Regions from separate parts of the Mus musculus genome. Here region 2 is linked to region 1. Evidence: chromatin contacts called from public HiChIP or PLAC-seq data. All regions are on one chromosome and are shown on one strand. The core of a region is the stretch at or near the end of the contact, and the rest is flanking DNA. Distances in the headings are between cores, read along the strand shown. Region 1 has its middle 8.0 kb from the start of Gm40632. Region 2 overlaps Crybg1 (crystallin beta-gamma domain containing 1).

Region 1 (6,747 bases), core at 2,465-4,964:
AATTTTGTTCAGATGCCTCTACAATAGGACAGTAGCTGGTGACAGACTTGTTAATATCTTAGAAAGAAACACAGTTCTGGGACTGGTGACTTCAGAGAGGCTGTGAGATGGACAGGGGGAGTCCAGATGAGGAAGACTTCCCCGAGGAAGTCCCTTGGCCGAGCATTGAGAGTGAGGAGGCTCTTGACAGGCTCTTGATGGGGACCCAAAGGACAGCTGTAGAACTTTCAGGACTAGCCCAGAGGGGAGGCTATGAAGGGACTTGGCTTGTGTGATGGAATGGGGTGGGCATTATCAAGAACTTTGTGCTACAGAAGTTGTTCAAATTTAGTGAAAAGCTTATGGAATTGTCAGGAAACCTTTGAGGTTTTGAAAGAGCACACGGGCATCTGTATTTGATGGACAGGTTGAGGAGAAAGGTGTTGCAGTGACTATCCAGAAAACTACCGACGGAGACTATCAGAGCATTTAGGAGGTGCTTGTAACACCCAGATATAAAACTCTAGGAACCTGAGAACAACTAGCAACATTGGGTTGGAAGGAAGGAGACCCATTTAATGAACAGTTATGATGTACCTCTGTGAACTCACTGAATGGCTGGCTAGATAAGAACAAAGAGTCCTGCTTTGGATGACAGAGCACGTGGTGATGTGTGTGACTGAGATAAGATCTATAAGGCAAGGAGCCAGTCTGGGGAACAAAGGGAATGATAAGACCAGGAAATGCCAACGGGTTCAATAGATTCTGTTGGTGTTCTTACAGGGCCTGGGAAGGGCTGAATTTCTCCCACTTTATCTCATTCATGTTGACAGTCTAGTGGTCAGTCCCTTGGAAAGTGCTCTAACTTGAAAACAAGGTCTTTGCATATATAACGAAGCTGAGGTCTTATACGAGGCAGGTCGTGCCTTTACACAAATGGGGAAATTTGAATGCAGAGATAATCATGCACATTGGAGAACATTGTGTGTGGATGGGGGCAGAGACCAGATGGAACCAAGAAACTGCCGGAAGCAAGAACAAGTTGCCAAAGATCTTCCCCCGTTAACTGTCAAGTCCCTGACCTTAGTTTGGGACCTCTGGCCTCTAAAACTGTAGGAATAATTTCATTTTCCTGAGCTATATGATGTATGGTGCATGACACTTTCCTACCACAACCCTTCCTACCAAACACAGTGCCCAGATCTCCTGCTAGAGCTGTCTGGTTCTTTGCTATGCAGACCACGGCCAGAGAGAAGCAGGAGGGTCAACGGGAGAGCCAGTTGTCTACAACAGTATGGTGGGTGTTTGCCATTTCTATCTGTTGGAACCCTGCTCTCAAGGTCGCAATGCCCCTTGACTGGATGGTTCTCTGACCTCAGTACAAAATGGAGGACTCCCATTCTCTGGAGGGCTCCCCTTTCTCTGCCTGACCTTGCCTGGAGAGTATCCCTGAGTACAGACGCCAGGCCTTATCTGAAGAATGACCTTCTGTAGAGCTGTTTAGCTCAGCTCACAAGACCCGGTCTGGCTTCCCGCTCGCCCGCATGATAGTTAGGTACTGTATTGTGACCACCTACACCCCTAAAAGCCCTTGTATACTCTAATCCTGGAACAATCAAGTGCTGTCTCGCTGCAGTGGTCTCTGGAAGTCCATTGGCCACACTCACAGCCATCTAAACCCTGCTCACCGCCTCCACTCCCTTTGTCCTCTCGGGCCAGTGGCCAGTGACCCCCAGGGAGAAGGGAGACCCACACTGTCCAACTGTTATCTCCTCTTTTGGAGAGAGACTTCTCTGCTACTTAATGTTGTGTTGGTGGGACCGAGACTTGTGGTCCCATCTTCCCTCAAGTGTGGATGGAATCTAGCCTCGGTAATGTTGCATTGGGTCCAAATTCTTACAGATCTTTGAGGAATTTTATGGCTCACTCCAGGCAGTATTCCTCAATAGGAGGCAATATTTTTTCCATTTGCCTCTGAGAGTTTGAGTTAGCACTCCATCAAAGGGATATAGTGTAAACAAAACCATAATATCAGATAAGACAGCATATGTGGAATGGGAGCTGAGAGGAGAACAGAGCATGGGGACCCAGAGGGACAAGAAAGGTGGCACCCTGGGGCCCTGCAGAAGGCAAGGGAGAAGAATGGCCTGTGACTCTGCAAGGGAACAGAGAACAAGAAAAGGGTGACATGAACACTCCAATTTTAGTTAAGCAGGGAGTGGAAACGAGGCCATTATTAGATCTGCTATCTGGGTGGCTGTGTTAATGATACATGACTCTATCACCATTACCCCAGGACAGAGCTGCTCAAAACCTCACATGTCTGTAATTCTCACAGACACTGGGGGTCAGGCATCAGAAGCAGCTCCGGCTGAGGCCTCTCACGGGGGAGGGTGTGGGTGTGGGCGTGGTCCAGCTGTCACTCAAGTTAGGGTGCATTTCTAATATGTCTAGTGGAGGAGACTTCAGTTCTCCCTCTGTGTGCTCTAACTCCATGCAAGTAAGCCAAGAAAGAGATGCAGTGTACTCTAACGTAAGTAAAGTAAAGATGGGAGGTGATAACCCACCATGTGCGCCAAGCCGCACATGAAGAAGTGAGTCCTAGTGGGTCCCCACTTCCCTAGAAGTGGGTCACTAAGTATGTCCGACTCCCCGTGGGAATGGAAACCATCTCCTTAAAAAAGTATCAACATTTACAGAGATATATTCAGAACCGGCTCAAAATCTTGGGTAGTTTCTGCCAGAGCCGTGATAGAGAAGGATGAAGTGAGGCACGCCCCCTTTCTAGAACCGTGCCTCTGAAGAAACCGGGGAGGAAGCGTAGAGACAGTTTTAAAATCTCCCATGACTTTCACTTGTTAACACAGGGCCTACACTGTATAGATTTACAGTTAGCTAACCGCTAACAGGTAGGAGACAATGGGCCCAAAGGTGTTGAACTAGCCCTGCACATTCCTGCGGACACGGGAAGGGACTCATACAATCTATCTGATTCGCATTGTATCGACCGTAGAGGAGAGCGCCGCAGTCGCCGCGACTCCCTTGGGATCTAGGGCTCACTGTTGGGTGGGGTCTGCCACCACGACGGCCCTGTTACCTAGGAGGGGCTGCTAAGCAAACAGAGCCCTGTTTTATAAGTGGAGCTGCGCATGGGGACCTCAATGGAAGAGGAATAAAGATTCACATGTGAGAGAGGGGAAGGGCAGCCGGAAGCGGGGCTGATGAAGATGAAGAGGCGCTAGGACCTGCACTTTGGTTCCACTATAAACGGGAGGAGTGGGCTTTACTTTACCAATTTTGAAACGGAAGAAACGAGCGTGCGTGTAAAATGCTGGCCAATTATAGATCTCTTCAGCAAAATTAATAATAAAGCCTAAGGGAGACATTTTAGGTAGTGGTGTGAGGGTGTGGGCTCAGTCCACCTTCTGGGAGCTGAGTCACTTCCCAACTCAGCTATCTGATGGTTTCACAAGGGTAGGCTGAACCTGACCATGGCAACCGTGTTTGCCGTAGGAAAAAGCAACCCGCTTTAGTAGTTTTGCCGAACGGAGATAGCTTTATTTCTAAACACATTTAGCAGTGGACTACTTGTTCCCGTGCAGATGTGGGGTGAAGTGTCCGTTAAAGCTATTGCTCACTGATGAGACAGTGGACGTCCAGATGCGGGGGAGTGGCACAGAGGGGATGGGCCGGAGTTCCAGTGACCAGATAGTGAGTTCCTCTTCTGTAGATTCTAGGGGTATAATTTCCTCTTTCCTCCTGTCTTGTCTAATTGCCTCATATGCAGGCTAAGGTTGTGGTATGAGACTCGTGGGAGGGGTGAGGAAGTAGCTATTCAGGGAGAGAGCAAAAATATCCAGTGTATTTTATACATTTATATTTCTAGACTTTGCTGATTTTTTTTCCTTTTTCTTTTTGCTTTGCCTATTTAAATTTTACAAGTGCTAAGACGATATTATCAGAACCAAAAGACCTTTATAACTACACTCAACTGTAAGGTTCCCTCACTTCTACCCCACCCATGGCGATCTTCAGCCTGAATCACATGATTTCAGTTCCTTGATTTCTTTTTTTTTATTGCAATTATTCCTAAAACATATGTCAGTTTTAATTGCAGCTGCCTGTGATATTACGGAAAGAGGGCTGGTAATGCTTTCCAGCTTTTTGTGTACTGAACTCTTGGTTTTGATCCAACCGCTTGACTCGTTCATTTCCCCTGCTGTCAAAATGTTTTTACCAAAGGTGTTTTGTACGTTTTAGTCACAACTTCTTTAAATGTTTAAAACAAAAATATAGAGCCAGGCATAGAAGTCCATATTCCTCTTTCCAGAGCTCATTGAAAGATAGGCCCGGCATGAAGACACACCCCCAGTCTGAGACACACAGCTAATACTGTCTCAAAATAAAACTTCAATTTAATGTAATCAGACAAAGGATACCAGGTTTATCTGCAGACTGTTAAAAGACAGTTTATATAGTACTTGTGTAGGGAGTAAGTTCGTTATCCTGTGTCATCTTTATAGGTTGTTTTTTTCAGCATCGGTACCTTAAAGCACTTTCTCCTCTCTGACTTCTAATTCAGAAGTCAAACTTTACTTACCAAACATAGTTTGAAGGGCAATAAAACATTCTTCATGAAAGGCATAGAGTTTACATAGTAAGGTTAGCAAAGATTCCTTCAAGTTTCCAGTTTGTAAATCTTTGCAAAGCATTATCTCAGAGCAACTGAACATTCAGTAATTTATCTGTCTTTTATCTACAGAAGTCCCCCAAGCTCCAACCAAACCTAAGGCGGTAAATGGTTCTGGCTTTGGGAATTGCTCATGTGTTGTAACCTTTTGATTTGTCAGGTGCCATTTGTCTTTTGCTAAGGTAGCACAGGGATGTTCATCCTCATTTGGAATCCAAGCCAGCATTTGGCAAAGTTTATACAAACCATTGCTGAAGAAACAGTGTCTGGTAACTATGGCAGTGATGAGTCTCTCTGGAAGAACTTTCTGGGGCCAAGGACAACCCCCTTAGTCTTGGCCAGAAATCCTCATTACCTTAGCCAGGAAAGGCCTGTCCCTTCCCGGGGGTAAGGTGGGGGATGGGAGGGAGGGAACAGGTGAGGCAGCAGCCCTGTCCCCACACACCCACCCGCTCCCAAGGAGACACAGCCGCATCTACGTGACATTTGGTGAAAGCTGGCTCTCCTTCCTTCAGAGAAACTCCCAGGGATGGCAAGAGATAAGAAGTTTCTAGGAAGGGAAAAAAAAAAAAAAAAAAAAAAAGATGTGTGTGTGTTGGGGGTGGGGGAGGGGAACAGTGAGAAGATCAAGACTTCAGATAGGAGCAGATGTGAGAGACACATTTTCATTTTCGTCCTTACCACGAGAGGGAAGGAATGGATGTGAGCTTGCTTTGGAGCTGGGTCTGAGAAGTAGGCAGAAGAGAATTTCTCTACTCTAAAGGTTTTATAGCAACCAGAGAAACTTCCACTAATCCAAGGATGCCAGAGCACAGTCTGTGGAGAGGATGAGAAAAGATGCCTGCCACTCTGTGGGATCTTAGAGGCACCAGGGTGCTGCCTCTCTCCAAGATGGTTCCTTCTCTGCTCAGCTCTTGTGCAGAGATGCCTGAAGCTGCAGAGTCTGCTGCAGAGATCTACCTTGTCCTGCCATTGCTGAACTGTGCCCACAGCTGGAGGGGGAAAGCACACCTTAGCCAGAGGTGTGTGTGCCAGAGTAGGTCTCTTTCTAAGCACTGAAAAACTTCCCAATTCCTGAAAGACAGTCCACCAAGAGTTGACTATCTAGGAACTGGGGAGATAGGTCGGGCAATAAAGTGCCTGTGTGCTAGTGCTCAGCCCCTGTTTGGATCCCTATCATCAATGTAAATAGTTGGATGCTTACTAGCACATGGTGCTATGTGTCTCTAGCCCCAGAGCTGGGGAACCTTGAAACTCACTGGCTAGCCACTCTACCCAAACCAATGAACTCCAGGTTCAACAAGAGAACCTGCCTTTAAAAAGGTGTAGAAGTTATTGAGAAAGACACTCTGCACGCAGGTGCGCAGGCAGGTACAGACATGCATTCATGACTCTCGGCTGTGTTTTCAGCCTGCAGTCTGGAGCTTTGATCACTGCTCAGAGGACAGGCTCACTGTGATGCCCCCCGGAAGCCACTTCCATCTCTCTGTGACCTATGACCTAGTGTTGGAACGCATCCTGTGAGAGAGCGTTGAGGAAGAACAGAGAGATAAAGGGGGGGTGGGGGGTTGGAGTTCTCTGCAATTTTGCTTTGGAGGCTTTGAGGCCAGCTTAGACGACCAGGTCAAAGGACACCCATGGTTTGGCTTTCATCTGGGACTGAAATGGCTGAAGCTGACCACAGATCACCATTGAGACCAGAGCAGACCAAGGCCCACAACAAACTGGTTATGGTCTGATCAGGCCACTGTCTCCCAAGCAGACTGTGTCTCCTTGTTCTCTGGGTTTATTTCCCTTTGGCTCTCTAATGTTCAGTAGTGTTTCCCCCAAAGTTCCCCCAGCTTCAGCTTATCAAAGCAAAGCATAATGGTGTCCTGGTCACTGATAGTGACAAGGGGACACAGAATGAACTAGGCTTACAGGTTCTGTGGGCCTCACCTGCCTGTGAGTGTTCTGGGCTCTGTTTTTATTAGGGGTGAAGTTAGTCTACCTCCCATCTCCAGCAAGCACTCTCTTTCACGCCTCAGTGGTACAAGGGCCACCCAGAACATTCAGCTCAAGGAAATAGTGAGCAATAG
Region 2 (6,747 bases), core at 2,855-5,354, 340 kb after region 1:
ATGGTTACACGTGTGTACACAGCTCTCAACACCTATCAAATGGGTAGACTGGCTGGGCTCTCAAGTCACCCCAACCACTCAGGAGAACAAAGCAAGAGGACTTCTTTTTCTTTTCTTGGTTGTTGTTGTTGTTTTGTGTCTCTGACACAGGGTCTCACTATGTAACTAGCTTCGAACTCACAGAGATCTGGCTGCCTCTGCCTCCTGAGTGCTGAGAATAAACAGATGCACCACCGTGCCCAGAAAGAAGGATTGCTTGGTAGCAAGAACTTGTGGCCAAACTAGGTAAATAGCAAGACTCTAGATCTTTCAAAGGAAACCAGGCCGGGCAGTGCTGGTGCACGCCTTTAATCCCAGTACTTGGGAGGCAGAGGCAGGCAGATTTCTGAGTTTGATGCCAGCCTGGTCTACAGAGTGAGTTCCAGGACAACCAGGGCTACACAGAGAAACCCTGTCTCCCCCCCCCCCCCAAAAGAAACCAACTCTTGTCAGAGACAGCGGAATACCTCCTACTTCTGGCCATCCTGACCTGTATAAGGACTTCTAGGACAGCCAGGGCTACATAGCAAGACCCTGTCTAAGAAAACAAACAGAAAAGTAAAAAGTTCAAAATGTGCTCACAGGTAATCCTAGCACTTGAGAGATGGAAGCAGGACAATCAGGGGTTCAGGGTCATCCCTGATCACAAAGTGAGTTCAAGACCAGCCTGGTCTATGTGAAACCGTGTCTTGAAATGAGTTTGTCCTAACATGTAATCGCTTAATAAAGTTGCTTTAAAGTAGTGCTTTTCCTTGGGAAGTAAGAAACAGACAGTGTGTGTCAGGTACTCAGTCTTGCTGGGAGTATGCAAGCTCTCAGGTCATTACAGAGGTGCCTCTTATCGATAGGAAATGAAGATTTCCCAAGGGACCATCCTTTCAGGAACTCGGGAACCATCCCCTCTGAGCAGGGCTCAGAGTGTCCATCCATTGTGTTAGGAGAACGTCCTCAGTCTTTGAGAAACACCTTTCTTAAGCAAGTTGCCCATTGCTTTACACCTAGAGATTGTTTCTGCCCAGTGTTCATGTGGAAAGTTGGGTAGATAAAGAGCCAAAACCCAGTAGACAAAGAGTAAACTTTGGGGTTTAGAGTCTTACACCTAAGATAGGTGGCCACAGACCCTGCACCTTCTCCCTTAACTTTGTTAGGAAGACCTATGTTTGCAAAGACCTATCAGGACGCTTCATGTTCCTTTATTATTCCCATCCAGCTCCCCCCTCCTGTCCACCTAGGGTCCTGGGGTGCCCTGGATCTGGTTATTCTCAGGACCTCCTTCCTACCCTCCTTCCTTACTTTAGGAATCTGGCAGTCCTCACTGTATAGAACCTCCCATCTGTGCCCCACTCCATAGAGCAATCCATGCCAGTCTGTTCCAGAGGTGGCATGGACCTGTTTTAGAGTGTTCTTTTTGGTTAATATTCAGTGGAGCTCATCAGGGGAGGGACCTTAGACTTATCCACAACAAGGTCACAGTCCAGCAGTGTGGAGAAACCAGGGTGGCCATGGCTAAAATGCTGTGATGTGAAACTCAGCCCTTTTGGTGTGGCAGCAAAGTGCCCCTTAGTAAATGGCACCCTGTGCTGCTGTAAACCTGATGTTGCCCCATTGCCTCATTTGACAGGTAGCCAAAGACCAGAACATTCAGGATAAACAGTCAACTAACTGCAGTCTGCCCAAAACAGACGTACAAGCATGCAAAACTACTTTTACTTTTGTTGAGATTACTAATTGGAGTCGTTGACATCAACTTTAAAGTAATTTACCTAAAAATCATGTTTAAAGGCTGAGAAAATTGTGTTGAACACATTACTTGAAAGCGTGCCAACATTTAAAAGTCATTCATAAATGTCTACTTTTCGTGTCCTACATAAGGTGAGCCCCTCATCAGAAGGAAGCATTCCTAGTCTACATGTCTAGCCACTAGCACAGGGGTCTCCGGACTGAGCATCTATTGCTTCTAACAACCCTGGGCACCTGATCGGTACCAGTTTCAAGGAGGTACCAACGTTTGTGCTTGAGGATGACTGGAAACATGGCTGAGGTCTGACAAACAGAATCAGAATCTTTTATGCCCAAGACTTAGTGTGGTCAAGAATTCCATCTGCCAGAGAGGGGGGGGGGTGTGTCTGCAAATCGGCGCAGCCACCAGCTGATAAGCTGCTTCAGTTTGCCTGCCCGTTCCTGGCCCAACTCTGACTCAAGAAAGCCCACTGAGACCTTTCATGTCCTTACCTCTGGTCCCTTCTAGAATGTGGTCACCCATGTACAAGAACAACTGTTAAAAAACAAACAAATGTGATTTTTGAAGTGCTTAGTTTGTTAATTTTTGAATGAAATCTTCCTTCAGCCTGAGGAAGGAACAATTGAAATGGTGTTATAAATGAAACGGTCAGCTAGGTTACTGTATAATGCCTTAGGATCATAGCGTATGCTTTCAGGGTTGGCATTTGTTCTGGTCAAATACTTTTTTCTTAATTAAATATATATATTACATATATATGTATATATCATATCCTTAATGTATGGCTTAAAAATAGGGAAGTTAAATATTTTTATTATTTATTTATTTTGCTACACTGGGAATTGAATCTGGGGCCCTGTCAATGTCTGGGCCTCTGAGCTATACTGTCCTTCAAAATATAGGTTTAAGCTACTTTAGTCTTCAATTATCAAAGTTTTAAAAAGTTTAAAAGTTCCTTCAGTAAAAGTCAGTCATATCTAGGACTCAGGAAGTTCCTCGACTTTCCCAGCAAGCATGAAGCACTGGGTCTTGTCCCCAGCACTGACACAAAGAGTGGACTTAGTGGCTGGTGACTGTTATCCCAGCACTTGGGAAGTACAGGTTGAAACCCAGGGGTTCTAGGTCATCCTTGGTTACACACAGAGTTTGAGGCAAGCCCTGGGTAAATGAGACCCTCTCAGTTATTCTGAAAGTGAGAAATATCTTAGAACCATGTGACAGCTAACTAAAGAACAGATGGGGGGAGCCAGGGATGGAGAAAGAAAAGAAATAGTTCACAACTGGAGAGAAAAATCTCAGAGAGCTAGGTTGTGGGAGAGAAATACACAAAAACCAAGAAAGATTTTTCATTCTTTTGATTGCTATTTGGTTTCAACATAGGATATCACTAAGTAGCCCTGGCTGGCCCAGTACTTGATATGAATTCTGTAGTTCAGCACAATTTCAATTAAAATTAAAATTCCGTTCCTTCACACTAAGCGTACAGCTGCATATCATCTCAGTACAGCTTCAGAGACGGGAAATTACATTCAAGGGAGGGTCCAGACATGGTTCTCACAGACCTCAGACAGACCTGGCTCCTTATTAGATATAAACTACCACTCACCTATCATGCATCTTGCCTTTTGATGCTCCTGCTAATGTAGGTATACAGATTGATGCAAAGAAAGGAAATGTTCACCACGTAAGTGGGCCTATCAAGTACTGATCTTTTTCATTTTAAATTTAATGTGTTTCTATTATATATAATCCACTTTCTGTCCTCAAGATAGATTCTTAATTGTTTAGCCATTTCTGGGGCGAGGGTGCTTGTTTGCTTTGTTTTAATGGCTTTTGTTTGTTTGGATTGGTTGGGTTTTGCTGTTCTGTTTTTTTTTTGAGGTGATGTTTCACTGTATTGCCAAGGTTGGCCTCGGGCTCAAGGGCTCCTTCTGCCTTAGCTTCTGCAGCATCTGGAACTACAGTTAGAGACCCTTTAGTGGTTCAGAGATGAACAGAGATGCTCTGTTTTTACATTTGAGCTATGACAGCAGTTTCTCCCAAGGCTGTTACAGACGGCAACAGGCACCGGTCAGTGGGAGGCAGTCCTGGAATAGAGAAGCTCGTGGAGTTGTTCCATGTGACAGCTCTTGATCTATAGTCCAATTCAAATGGTGCAACAGGTGGCACACTTGGCCTCTGGGTCTTCCCTCCATCATCTCTCCGCCAAGGATCCCTGGGTGGGGCTCTTGCTTGCTCGATAGCTCGGCTCTCTCTAACATTTGCCACTGCTTCTATTATCCCTTCCGTGTCTGCTAACCCTTCCTCTTGTGCTTTTCACCACTGTGTTCCCTTCACTTCCTCCTCCGTGTTATTACGAAAAAAGTCACGAGAGTCAAACAGCACCACAACCTATCATGTAAAATCAGTTGTACTATTCTGTAAAAAAGAGTGACAGAGCCTCTGGTTCATGTCTCTTTTCTTTAATTCCCATACTTAGTGATGTCCAAAATAGTGGTGTTCCTGATTATAAAAAGCTTTCATTTCGAAAGGGTTAAATGTCCACCCTTCTGAAGAGTTTCTTTTTTTTTTTTTTTTTTGGGAGACAGGGTTTCTGTCCTGGAACTCACTTTGTAGACCAGGCTGGCCTCGAACTCAGAAGTCCGCCTGCCTCTGCCTCCGGAGTGCTGGGATTAAAGGCGTGTGAAGAGTTTCTTTTAAAAGGCAGATTCCCTGTGCGGGATGCAAGGCAATGCAAGAGCACTTGTCTGGAAGCTCCGGATCCTGGTTCCATCCTTAGCACTTCCCCCAAAGGCACCTTAGGGCAGCTGGCAGAAGAATTGCTATGAAGCACTACAGTCATAATATGCCACTACGGGGCACGGAGGCATACCCCCGAAAGCATGGAGGCATCGGAGGCATACCCGCAAAGGCATCTTAGTCAGCACACATCTCACAGACGCTCATTTATGATAGAGTTTATTCCATAGCAAAGAAGGAGACAGATGGAACAGGAAACCACATTAAGTGAAGCAAGCCAGACATAGATAGACAAATATTTATATGCATCCTCTCAAATGTGGAATCCAGATTTGATGACATGAAAGTCATGGGGTCCATCTAGGAGTAAAGGTAGATTATGAGCAGTATAATGCTAAACCTATCATATATTAAGATGTTGAGACAAAGCCCATTATTTCAAACTCTGACTAAAAAATTAACGGCAAATCAAAAACAGATTTCCAGTTTCAGGAAAGAATTTTCTTCAGATCATTTGTTTAGTTGGTTGGCCCTCATTTTTTGCTACACAGCCCTAAACTTCTGGTCCTTCTGCCTTCATATCCGGAGTATTGGGATTACAGGTGTTTGCTATCTCACGTGACTTAGATCATTACTTTTTTACAGAGCCGGAGTGAAATCTCAGTTTTTAAAGCCATCAACACTTTTGTTTGAGACAGGATCTCACCCTTTAGCTCAGGCTGGCTTGGAACTCACTAAATAGTTGGCCTCAAATTTTTGGCAGTCCTCCTACCTTAGCCTAGGAAGTGCTGGGATTACAGGCATGGGCAACCATACCTGATTAAGCCACTAACACCTGATCAATTGAAAGAAGACGTTTTGAATTATGAAATAATTTTCTCATTAATTTCGTGAATAACAATTGACCATCCATCCACTTTATGCCATAAGTTTCTCTTTACCTTATAAAGGTGAGCAACAGTCCAAAGAGATTAGTTTTCCTAAACACACTCAGACTTTCTAAATGTTGGCTCCATACTTTTCCCAGGTCGTGCACTGTAGTCCTTTGTTAGAGACGAGTCTTTGCTGTATGGCCTGATGCATGTCAGCTAAGCCACTGGGCTGGCTGCACTGCATGCTTCCCACCTGTGTGCCTTGCTTGTCCCTAGACCTGGCTGTGCAGCAATGGCTGGGATGGAGTAGCTGGCAGGCCAGCCCACTCTTGGGATGGAGTTCTTCTACAACTGTAAAGTGTAAAGTGTGTTCCGGGTATGGCGGCTGGCTCACCCCACTTTGCCCTTGTGTGTGTGTCTTACCCCAACCATAATGAAACACAGAAACTGAACCCCTTGCCTTTTAATTTTAATTAGGTTTGAGCAGTGGGAGGCACATACAGGGGTGCAAAGGGAGGGACTAGGATGGGGTAACGGATTCTCCTCTCCCCTAGTTAGGCCTCGAGTTGAGGATCTGGCCTTGACCATGGCTTCCTCCTCCTCTTGCCCTCTCAGGCCCACTAGAGAAAGGGTTGGACTAGGGCCAGCCAAATGCTCACTAGTCCTGGCCAGAGGTCAACAAGGGTATGTGGAGCTGAAGTAGATATAACCTTGAGAATTTCCTTTAAGGAAAAATGCAGCAGGTGTGGTCATCTAGTGTAGTATGCCTTCTAGGCGGAAGCAGGGGAATTGTGAGTTCCAGCAGTCTCGAAATATCAACACAAACAATAAAGAGAAAGGACAAGAGGATTGAAGGTAGGAAGGGAGGAGGGAGGGAAGAGGGAGAAAAGAAAAAGAGATGCAGAATTCTGGATTGCAGACTAACACACACAACTGGAAGAGGCAGGGGAAGAACATTGTTGAGAGCCCGTGGTTCCCAACCTCACCCACTTTGTCATGACCTTTCACGGCTTTCTTCAATTACACAAGTCAGCATGCTCCCAGGGCTGGGACCTCAATTCTGTGTCGCTTGCTAGAAGTAGCAGATAACCCAAAACATCTCCTTTCAACTAAGCAGTTTCCCAGATATTTCCTTTTTCTCACAAAGATAACTGTCAGGCTGAATAAATTTGCTTTGCAATTGAGACGTGCAATCATAATTTGGTGATTTTTCCCCCCTTGTGCACAGTGTGTGACTAAAGGAGATAGGGATTTGGCAGATAGTATAGCGGAAGTATTTCTTACCCTGTGCATGTCCTGACTACATAATTAAATGACTAGCCAGTGAAGTTCTAATTAAAGTTTAGCCAGACTGGG

What was found. HiChIP or PLAC-seq counts read pairs in DNA pulled down with a chosen protein or histone mark.
Region 2: a contact with region 1 is called in an H3K4me3 HiChIP or PLAC-seq map of bone marrow-derived macrophages, with 5 times the contacts expected there. The contact joins two enhancer-like sites. A contact is called at or near these places in 1 of 115 datasets of contacts at active chromatin or transcription factors (bone marrow-derived macrophages) and 1 of 9 other capture datasets (adipose tissue).

Annotation. Positions count from the first base shown.
Region 1 is chr10:43,664,402-43,671,148 of GRCm38.p6, forward strand. No RefSeq gene overlaps it. Among named protein-coding and RNA genes, the nearest start is that of Gm40632, 8.0 kb to the right of the region's middle. Within about 2 kb of position 3,715, at least 90 of the 459 cell types and tissues checked have an H3K27ac peak or open chromatin away from gene starts, as enhancers often do. A contact at or near this core is called in bone marrow-derived macrophages, where this site is marked.
Region 2 is chr10:44,007,522-44,014,268 of GRCm38.p6, forward strand. All of the region lies in intron 2 of Crybg1 (crystallin beta-gamma domain containing 1), which reads right to left. Among named protein-coding and RNA genes, the nearest start is that of Gm40636, 43 kb to the left of the region's middle. Within about 2 kb of position 4,105, at least 12 of the 459 cell types and tissues checked have an H3K27ac peak or open chromatin away from gene starts, as enhancers often do. A contact at or near this core is called in bone marrow-derived macrophages, where this site is marked.